3 separate regions of the Zea mays genome follow, and regions 1 and 3 are each linked to region 2. Evidence: chromatin contacts called from public Hi-C data. All regions are on one chromosome and are shown on one strand. The core of a region is the stretch at or near the end of the contact, and the rest is flanking DNA. Distances in the headings are between cores, read along the strand shown. Region 1 holds the start of LOC100283012 (VQ motif family protein). Region 2 overlaps LOC103635813 (a long non-coding RNA gene). Region 3 holds the start of LOC100191807 (glycerol-3-phosphate dehydrogenase).

Evidence for each region. Hi-C and Micro-C count contacts between places; a contact is called where the count stands out from the background.
Region 1: a Hi-C map of leaf shows a contact between it and region 2, with 5 times the contacts expected there. The contact joins the promoter of LOC100283012 here to the enhancer-like site in region 2. A contact is called at or near these places in 2 of 25 Hi-C or Micro-C datasets (endosperm and leaf).
Region 3: a Hi-C map of ear shows a contact between it and region 2, with 3 times the contacts expected there. The contact joins the promoter of LOC100191807 here to the enhancer-like site in region 2. A contact is called at or near these places in 4 of 25 Hi-C or Micro-C datasets (ear, leaf and tassel).

What each region holds. Positions count from the first base shown.
Region 1 is chr8:122,927,642-122,931,011 of Zm-B73-REFERENCE-NAM-5.0, forward strand. It overlaps LOC100283012 (VQ motif family protein), which reads left to right and starts at 1,690. Exons shown (of 1, transcript NM_001155914.1): 1 at 1,690-2,535. The coding sequence starts at 1,834. The coding sequence ends at 2,304. It overlaps LOC103635811 (a long non-coding RNA gene), which reads left to right. Exons shown (of 2, transcript XR_557637.2): 2 at 423-686.
Region 2 is chr8:123,208,126-123,211,545 of Zm-B73-REFERENCE-NAM-5.0, forward strand. LOC103635813 (a long non-coding RNA gene) reads right to left here. Exons shown (of 2, transcript XR_004852022.1): 2 at 1,407-3,420. Among protein-coding and RNA genes, the nearest start is that of LOC103635813, 11 kb to the right of the region's middle. Within about 2 kb of position 1,491, at least 9 of the 20 cell types and tissues checked have an H3K27ac peak or open chromatin away from gene starts, as enhancers often do. A contact at or near this core is called in ear, leaf and tassel, where this site is marked.
Region 3 is chr8:123,503,070-123,506,515 of Zm-B73-REFERENCE-NAM-5.0, forward strand. It overlaps LOC100191807 (glycerol-3-phosphate dehydrogenase), which reads left to right and starts at 1,663. Exons shown (of 5, transcript NM_001137232.1): 1 at 1,663-2,504; 2 at 3,284-3,446. The coding sequence starts at 1,868.

The DNA.
Region 1 (3,370 bases), core at 440-2,939, 280 kb before region 2:
ATAAATTAGTGTTTATGCTTCATAAGGCAATATTTATTGCATGCAAGTTTAATTAGCTTGACCTTATAACTTTGGTGTTCATCTATTTTGATTCCCTTTCCTGATCACAATGATTTGTATATAAATCAGAGAAGCACAAATAACTTAAAATCAAAACCATTGTAAAGAAAGTCAACACAAAATGTGAAATGTAATTTATGTACAAAGTATATTGTTTTATACTTTTATTATGTTTTCGTAATTTTTTATTGCCTGCTCCTAAGACCTCAACAAAGTTAATAATGTGGAGTTGTGGACTGGACATGGAGATTAGTATGTCCATATGATAATTTTGGACAGTCAAATTGAACTTTGTGTAATATTGTGCGAAACAGCGAATCCTGTAATCTTACACTGAAACTTATTGCCTGGTTTATATACAGAAGCAGCTGCAAGGAAAAACATCAATTACAGAAGCAGCTGCAAGGACTTGCGAAGGTTCTAGAGGAGGAAAGGAATAATATTTTCAGTCTCCAGGCAAAAAATGACTGAAGTCGGTCCATCTTTTCAAGCACTACATTACATTTTATAGCCTATAGAGTAAATGTGATCTGAAATTATTTTGTCCTTACTCTTCTATTTGTATGCTTATTCTGAAATTACTTTGCACTATTGGCCAAATGATCTACCCATCACATTTTTGGAAAGAGCAGCGCTACAAGTTTATGTATATGTTTAATGAGTACTGATCAGAATATAAAACTTCATCAGGGAATTGGTGCGGTTCCCATTTTTTTTAAAGTCGATTACTTCAGCTGCACATTTTAGGTGGTCCGCGCGCTCTACGCTCCCGGCTACATTGCTAATGGTCCACTTTACTAACTGCTAGGGTTCATTTTCTTAATCCATTGCACTGACCGAGCTGTGTGTGGTTTAGAAAGTAGGATATTGTTAGGGAATTTTGTTTGAACAGATTTGACTGCTATTTTGGGTTTATGATTTCGCTCCATTTAGAAGATAAGCCTGCCTTGTTATTATACGGTTCCGTTGCAACGCACAGGCACTTATATATATATATATATATATATATATATATATATATATATATATATATATATATATATATATATATATATATATATATATATATATATATATATATATATATATATATAGCTAAAACTCTAAACCTAGAAAGTCCAAAAACGATTTACAAATTGGAAACTTTGCAATCTAAATGGCACTTCAACTATGACTACAAGACGAGCCGGTAAAATTTGATGTCAAAAAAGTCAAACAACATTCTTTCTGAGACGGAGGGAGTACTTATTAATATTTTATGTATATATTTGGTTAAAGTTAAATATATTTTACTTTTGGATGATCATTGGTAGAGAAAACCATGTGTTTCAAGAGTGCTTGTACATTTAAATGAGCATATATATCTATGCTGTGTTTTAGAAAAGAAAGAAAAGCGATACCTGCTGGGTGGACTTGGCGAATTTCCCTATCTATCTCCTCCCCAAGTCCCGTCCCCCACCCGCCGGTTCATTCAACAGTGATTTCCACTCAGAGTCAGAGCCACCGTTTGTAAACACCCGTTTGCACGGCTCGCTAATTCTTCTTCCGTGCCAGTTGTCCTTCCATGGCTACTGAATCGGGAAACCCAACCCATCCACTATCTTATACTCCTCCCATCCCTCGCTCACCACAGCATCGCCACTACTCGCTCCACCATCCCCTGACCCCGTGCACCCGCACCATTAGCTCGGCCTAGCTTGCTTCGATCATCGGCTCGATCGGTTCTCTGACTCTGATCTGATCTGGAGATCGATCTCGGCCGGCCGGCCGGCTATGGACGGTTCGAAGAGCAATGCTCACCAACAAGGCGCGGCGGTGACTAGCACCACCAGCTCGGCGGGCAAGCGCAAGGGAAAGGCGGCTTCATCTTGCGGCGGCGGAAAGAAGCCACCTATCAAGGTGGTGTTCGTCGGCAACCCCGTGCGGGTGAAGACCAGCGTGGCGGGCTTCCGCGCGCTGGTGCAGGAGCTCACCGGCCGCCACGCCGACCCGTACAAGCACAGCGTTGGCGACGCCGACGCCGACGACAGCAGCAGCGGTGGCAGTGGCAGCCCGGTGGAGCTGCAGGTGGGCGGCGCGCTGTCATCGGACTCCGCCTCTGCTGCCGGCGTGGCCCAAGTCATCTCAGTGCCGGCTTACGACGACGACGACGACGACGGCTTCGCGCCACAGCTGATCGACAACAGCTACTCCGTGTTCTCGCCGCCCACGTTCCTCTACGGCCCGCACGGCGGCGAGCTGTGATTCCAACAGTACATGTATGTATGTGTAGTTGTGTATCGCATTCTAGCTAGCTCCAACGAGCATCATGTGTATCGTATGTGCATGCGCTGCAGGCTCGGTAGCACGCAAGTGTAATACGTAATTAGGATTGATTTCTGCACGCTAGCTAGCTAGCAACGCAAATCTCTGTTATGCTGCCACCGGCCGGCAAAGTAGTGGTACACTAATATAATGCCCTCCGGTTTGATGGGTGGTGCTTGTGGTGTGTGGGAGCCACGTAATCTTTGTTTGGAAGGGAATTGCGTTGTACAATGATGAATCGTCAGGTATTTTGAGTTAACAATTCCCTTTCGTGCTAATTATTGGTTCCTCTTATAGACCAAACAAGTTAATTAGAGATGAAACACTCAGAGCTGATTTGGTGACCAGGAGAGTAGAAGGAATCCATAGGGAGGAATTTCCTTCTTATTTAAAATTGAATAGTAAGAGAATTCCTTTCTCATGGATCTCTATTTTTTTAATCTCCAAACCATCCGTCAGGGGATAGGATTAGTTTTGAATGGCTCCAGGAGAATCGGATTCATCTTCCGCTCTTTTTAGCTAGCTAGGAACTGGCCTTCTCAGTGTTGACCCAATGATCCATATTTGACAAAGATATATAGATCCATTTTTTGACTCATATATACACACACATATTATACGTTCATGGGAATGACATATTATATAGATCCATTTTTTACTCATACACACACACACATATTATACGTTCAGAGCTCCTTCTTAACAACATATTATCGGTCCTCTTTTGGACTGTCTAAAATATTTTATCTCTCTACATATTGAATTTCTGGCTAAGCTATTGATCAAGCATGGCTCATCGTTTGCCTCCATCATGAAAAGTATAAGTCCTGTTCTAATTAGATATAATATATATCCATCATTCATGATTATAAAATATAATAGAACAAGCAAAACTAAACCATATAGGGGTATATTGAAATCACATAATAATCAATCTTAATTATCCAAATCGACAAGTATACTCAGAGCATGACCACATAAAAGTTCTTCTAGAATTAAAATATTA
Region 2 (3,420 bases), core at 241-2,740:
ATAAACAACTAGCACTTAAGTAAGGTACAACGAGATAAGATGATCACTGCACATCAAACTGAGTTGTGACAGATCAGCTGTTAGATTATAGTATCTGGGAACCAAAGTTTGGACAAACTCCATAGACATATACTACTACACAAATCATTGGCAAGACTCACATATCTGAAACTCCATGGCATATAGTACTAGTTGTTTCGTTCCTGCTGTCTAAGATAGAGCTAACTATTTGTTCAGCAAAGGGGAATTCACTTGTACTTACATATGAAAAAAATGGAAAATGCATGCATACACATACTGTTTTCTTAAAGATATTGGTTAGCTGAATCTTTCCTATGTTCTATACATAAGTTCTGTGCTACTGTTTTCCGTAATCTTGAAGGGCACCTTGCAATATGTGGATGTGGCAGCCTTGATTATTATCGAAAGTGAGAAGCAAACATTCAGACTTAAACATATTATCCAGTTGAAAGCATGAACAATATGAACGAAAGAACAGGTAAAATGATAAATGATGTCGTTTACTGTGTGCTAAATTTACTCTAAATGTACTCAGTGTTCAGTTGCTGTCTTGCCAAATATCTGATGAGTCAGATTTTGCTATTTTGGTCAGCACCTCCTTTGGAAAATCGGACAGAATGTTGCTCAACATATTGAAGCCTTTACTTTAAATAATATATCCTAATATTTTCATGTAAGGCAGCAAAAAACTAGTGGTTCAAATTAAGTCTCATAAGAACATTTCAACATGAGTTTCAGACAGCACCAAATGTCCAACCAAGCTAATAAAAACATATATAGGTCTATGTAAACTTGTTAAATTTACTACTTGAGATCAGTTTCATTATGGTAACTTAATAAATAATCAATATTATTTAGCCATGCTAAATGTTTAAGTCCTAGTTTTGGAATTTTACGTGTGACAGTAAGAAAACATCAAGTAACCTGACGGAAAAAAAACTTCAGGTGAGTTTGTACAAGAATTCACATGACTTCTAATACTAGCGCATATATGGCAACTTTAGGCCCAGGTCCCAGCTATCAAGATTTCAAAAGTAAAACTATGAACCAAGGAATGCATCGTTGAAGCCCAGGTCCAGTTTTTTTTAAAGACTCAATTTCAAAAATAAAAATATCTATATAGTATCGGCTATAGCTATTAATTTTTATGTCTATGTCCATATTTAAATATAGACTTAATAACCACAACAAATAGGGGTAGAGCTCTCAGTGTGGCAAGATATGGCGCCCGCCGTACCTTGATTTTCTAGTGATTTACCCCAAAATCCCTGTGTACCATAAGCACATAAAAGGATATTAAGTTTCACTGCGGGAAATTTAGCATCGGCGGCCAGAGGAAGAACAGAAACGCATGTACTTTACTAACCATTACCAGGCCTCTGAAGAACAGAAACGCATGTACTTTACTAACCATTACCAGGCCTCTGAAGAACAGAAACACATGTACTTTACGAACCATTACCAGGCCTCTAGGCTCTATGGGCCCTTTGGCCTTTGCTTGGCACATTGACAGTTGAACAAAAACTTACCAGGCCTCTAGGCTGCTACTTTTTTTATCGAAAGCGCAGGGGAATTACGCCTTAAAATATATTAAGAAGAGGAAAAAAAAAGGTCTATAGTAGACCAGGGTTACAACATTTAACTCCTTACGGAGGCCAGTACCACACATAAGTGAAAGAGACTAAGAAAGCCAGACTCAAGAAACTACTAAAATAGAAATAGTAGGGTTCAGTCATTTGTCAAAGAAGCTGCCAAGAAGAAGAGACCCTTGGCCCCAGCTAATTCCCAAAGTCTTCTCTCATCATCAGCATGCCTAAGGATAGAGGGAAGACTAGGAGTCTGTCCATCAAACACACATCTGTTGCGGTGATTCCAGATCGTCCATGCCCCCAAAGAGATCAGCGAACTCAGACCTCTCTTGACTATTCCCTGAACTGTTTCAGAAGCTATCTCCCACCATTCCAGGAAGGAAGTCAAGCCCGGCTGGGGAGCCAAGTTATCCAACCCAAACTTTCTGAGCAGATTATACCAGAAAATCCTTGCAAACACACATGAGACCAGCAGGTGGTTAATAGTTTCAGGTTCTTGATCACACAGTGGACAACTGCTAGGATGATTGAGCCCTCTTTTTGCTAATCTGTCAGCAGTCCAGCACCTATTATGGGCCACTAGCCAGAGGAAGAAACGACATTTTGATGGAGCCCAAGTTTTCCAAACCCGTTTATAGTGTCCAAATGTACATGATCCCAGGAAGAGACCCTTGTAAGCTGCCTTAGCTGAATATTTTCCATCTGGGGCTATACTAAAGATGTGTCTATCTTCAATGAGAGGGTGCAGCTCAAAACCAGAGAGAGCTTAAAGTAATCTGCCGGTACTCCAACAGTAAGACCACCTCTAATATCATTAAATCCATCTGTTGTTTAACAAGGCCTCATGAACCGTTCTACTTTTTGCTATCCTCTTTGGGATTATAGAAAATAGGCTAGGGGCAATGATCGAGATGCTTTTACCCTGCAACCAGTTATCGGACCAGAAGATGGTACTATGTCCATTACCTACCATCGAGACAAGGACTTTACTGAAGAACGCTCTAGCTTTACTTGGAACCTGAATAGGAAGTCATGTCCAAGGTCTTCTAGAGTCGGTTTTTTGTAGCCACAACCATCGCATCCGGAGGGCCCATCCAAGTTCCGGTAGACTAGAGATACCCAATCCACCAAGCTGAAGTGGGCGACACACCTTGCCCCAAGCCACCAAACAGTGTCCCTCTTTAGCTTCTTTTCTTCCTCTCCAAAGAAAGCCCTTTCTTATTTTATCTATAGCATCAATCGACTCTCTATGGGCCCTTTGACCTTTGCTTGCACATTGACAGTTGAACAGAAACACATGTACTTCACGGCGGATTTGGGTGCCGGTTTAAAATTAAGCAGATGCGATCGGGGACAGGTTGCAGATGGGTTTTTAATTCACCCGACCCCAATCCAACGGGTTTAGATAGACTTCACAGGTGTAATTGCTGATAGGTTTTTACTTCACCCGATCCAAATCGGACCGACCCATTACCATCCCTCCCTAATAAGGACTCAGGCGGTCAGGCCTGGGTCGAAGACTCTTTTGTACGTGCATACTTCGCTGAAGATTAGAGGTATCCATTGGTTCGAAGATCAACGAAACGGCTTCAGGTAGCTTGCTGTGCCTTGAGTTCTTCAGCACGTAATGAGATAAATAAACTTGTAAAACACTACTAAAAAGAGGGGAAAAGAACTTGCATGCAGTCTCCAAAACAACCAGTATTACTACCAGGCTACCAGACACGGCTGGAGGCATGACCGTACTGCCGCTTGATGATTAGGTTACGCCCTCTGCGCTCTCAGAGTCTAGCTGTTTTGACCAAACAAC
Region 3 (3,446 bases), core at 413-2,912, 300 kb after region 2:
ACAAAGAATAAATAATTAATAAAAATAAACATAAATAGGTAAGACAATAACTGTCAAAGGTAACTGTGGAGCATCTCATGATTTGTACATGCGAACATTATAAAGCGCAACATAGAACATCGTGACAACGTCAGAATCAGACATATGAAATAAAAAATAAAATAAAAAACATGTAATAGAGAAAAATAAAAAGTATGCCAGTTGAATATTACCTAAACAATCTAAAATATATCATAGAACATTTTGCAAGTGCTACATAAATACTCAAAGATAAACATAGAACATCTTATTTATACTACGTGAACTTTCAAAACTATACCATAGAATTCTCTCACAAAAAAACATGAACCATTAGAAGAGATTTTTTAAACTAATTATAGTAATAAAATAAATATTAAAAAATAAAAATGATAAATATCTATTATATAAATTATGCAAAATATGATTCAAACCATGTTATTGTTGTTGTCCTAACCTACATTTACACACCAAGTCAACAAAATACACATGTCTTTATGTTTTATAATTGATATTTGTAAATGGAAAATGTAGCAATATGTAATATACATGCACTTTGCTAATAAAACTAAAAGAACAAAAAAATCAAAGAAGATAAATAGAATGGGAAAAGAAATAGGAAAAAGTATATAAAAATAAAATAAAAACGCCTAATACTTCCAAGAAGTAGAGAAGAAAAAGAAAACTAAAATAAAATAAAGAAAAATAATAAAAAGGAATTAGAAATATAAGACTAGTTTGGAGACTTATACACCGTTTGTTTTCCTTCTAGATTATATAGTTGATTATGGTGGAAGGATATGATGGTAAAGTAGCAAGATCACAAATAAACTAAAATAAGTTACCAAATACTAACTTATTTATATTATCAAAGTGATATTTTACTCTCTTTCAATTTATATAATTTAGCAGGAAAACAAACACACCCTTAGGGTTAGTTTGGGAGTCACAAAACCGGAGGAGGTGGAGGAGCTATAATCCCTTTATTGTTCAAAATTGAATAAGAATGAGCTTTTAGCTACTACATTCCCCTCCGGATTTGTGACTTCAAACTAGCCCTTAAATTCCTTCAGAGATTATGGACCTGTTTGGCATGGCTATAGAGTAAAACTCTAAGGATGAGCTGACCAGAGCATGCCAAACACTCTAACTCCAGAGTTGTAAGCTCTATGAAGTTTTTGGAGCTACAGTACAATTTTTTAAAGTACCTATTTTGCTGCTCCGAAAACTCAAAAAAGCATTCTAGTTATGGAGTTTAGATTTATTTAACCGTCACTGCCACCGGTTACGACAAAAAAATCTAAACTCTAGAGCACTACCAAACACGTCCTAAGTGAGAAATTAAGTGACAATCAAGTTTAAGTTTCTAAAGTAGCCCTAATAAAGGAAAGAAGGAAAAAACGCACTGTTTGGAAGAGAGCACTTCGTGGAGAAATTATAGAGAAGGAGCAAAGGCGATTCGTTTTTCTCATGCTCGCTTACCGCATTGGATTGTGCCCCGGAGTTGGTGCTGGTAGCTGAGCGCGACCGCCTGAACCGAGAGAGCCGAGCCGCCGAGCGGGCGTCGCCACCAACCCCACCCGGAGCAGAGTTCAAAGGGCGGCGCGGCGCGGCCGCGGGCCTCCTCGGTCGTGCCGATTGACAGCAAGTTTGCGCTGGGATTTGGTATTTCTGGCCGCCCAACCCCACAAAACCCCCACGAAACCCACCCGCATTTCCCCTGTGCAGCTGTGCTGGCCAAGTCGTCTGGACTCTGGAGCCTGTCTGCCCGTCCCGGTTCAGCTTGCTCGCCTCGCTTATGAGTTCTGAGCTGTGACAAGAACTCAGGAGGTGGTTGACGGGTGAAGCGATGGTGGGGAGCTACGCGAACGGTGGCGGGGCTGCGCCGGCGGCGGTAGCGGCGGAGAAGCTCGACGAGCTGCGGCTGCTGCTGGGGAAGTCGGACGGCGACACGCTGCGGGTCGTCGGGGTGGGCGCCGGGGCGTGGGGGAGCGTGTTCTGCGCGCTTCTGCAGGACGCGTACGGCCGGCACCGCGACCGGGTGCAGGTGCGCGTGTGGCGCCGCGCCGGGCGCGCCGTAGACCGCGCCGACGCCGAGCGCCTCTTCGAGGTCATCAACTCCCGCGAGGACGTGCTGCGCCGGCTCATCCGCCGCTGCGCCTACCTCAAGTACGTCGAGGCGCGGCTCGGGGACCGCACGCTGCACGCCGACGAGATCCTCCGCGACGGCTTCTGCCTCAACATGCTCGACACCCCGCTCTGCCCGCTCAAGGTCGTCACCAACCTGCAGGAGGCCGTTTGGGACGCCGACATAGTTATAAACGGCCTGCCCTCCACGGAGACCAGGGAGGTATTCGGGGAGATCGGGAGGTACTGGAAGGAGCGGATCAGCCAGCCGCTCATAATCTCGCTGGCAAAGGGGATCGAGGCGTCGCTCGACCCTGTGCCCCGGATCATTACGCCCACGCAGATGATCAGCAATGCAAGTGAGTTCTTTGCTCAAGTCTCGTTGTGATCTAGCAGTACTATGTTCTCATGGTTGAGTTACTAGTTTCGATGATCTCGTACCTCTGTATACTTGTGGAAGTGGGCCTAACAAATTTATTTGAAGATCTAAATGCTGCTCCACTGGCTCTACATACAGTACCCCTGTACTGTCCCTGATGGAATTTTTCTGGATAATCATCATGATCTGTATCCGTGGCCCTTCATAATATTTATTGCTTATTTTATAATTATCTGGGTGGTACTCCCTCCATCCCAAATTACAAGACATCTCAACTTTTTTGGAGGCAAAACATTCCAAATTTGACCAAATTTATGTAATATTAAAATACCAAATAACTATCATTAGATTATTTATTAATTATATTTTTTATAATATACCTATTTGATATCATAAATCTCTGTACTTTTTCTATGGTTTTGGTTTGACTCTCCGATAAAGTTGGAATGTCTTGTAATTTATGATAGAGGGAGTAGTATATTATTTGCCTGCTGTTGATTATATGAAGAGCTAGTTAATGTCCGCTCCCTAAGGGTCTGCCCACGTGTTATGTTTGCTCCGCAATCCTTGATTCCCTTATGAACTTGTAAAAACACTTTAGCAGGGTACATTGGGATTATTACTGAACATTGTTTGTTCTGGTTTCTACCTGTCGCCTATTTTACCGAACTGATACTAACACCCTGCTCTTTATCTCAATTCTGTATACTATACTGTTGGTTTGCTTTTGTGGTTGTTGATCATGGATTCTTACTGCAGCTGGAGTTCCCTTGGAGAACATTCTATATCTTGGAGGCCCAAACATTGCTTCTGAGATTTATAACAAAGAATATGCGAATGCTCGCATATGTGGAGCTGACAAGTGGAGGAAACATCTTGCAAATTTCTTGAGGCAACCTCATTTTATTGTATGGGACAATAG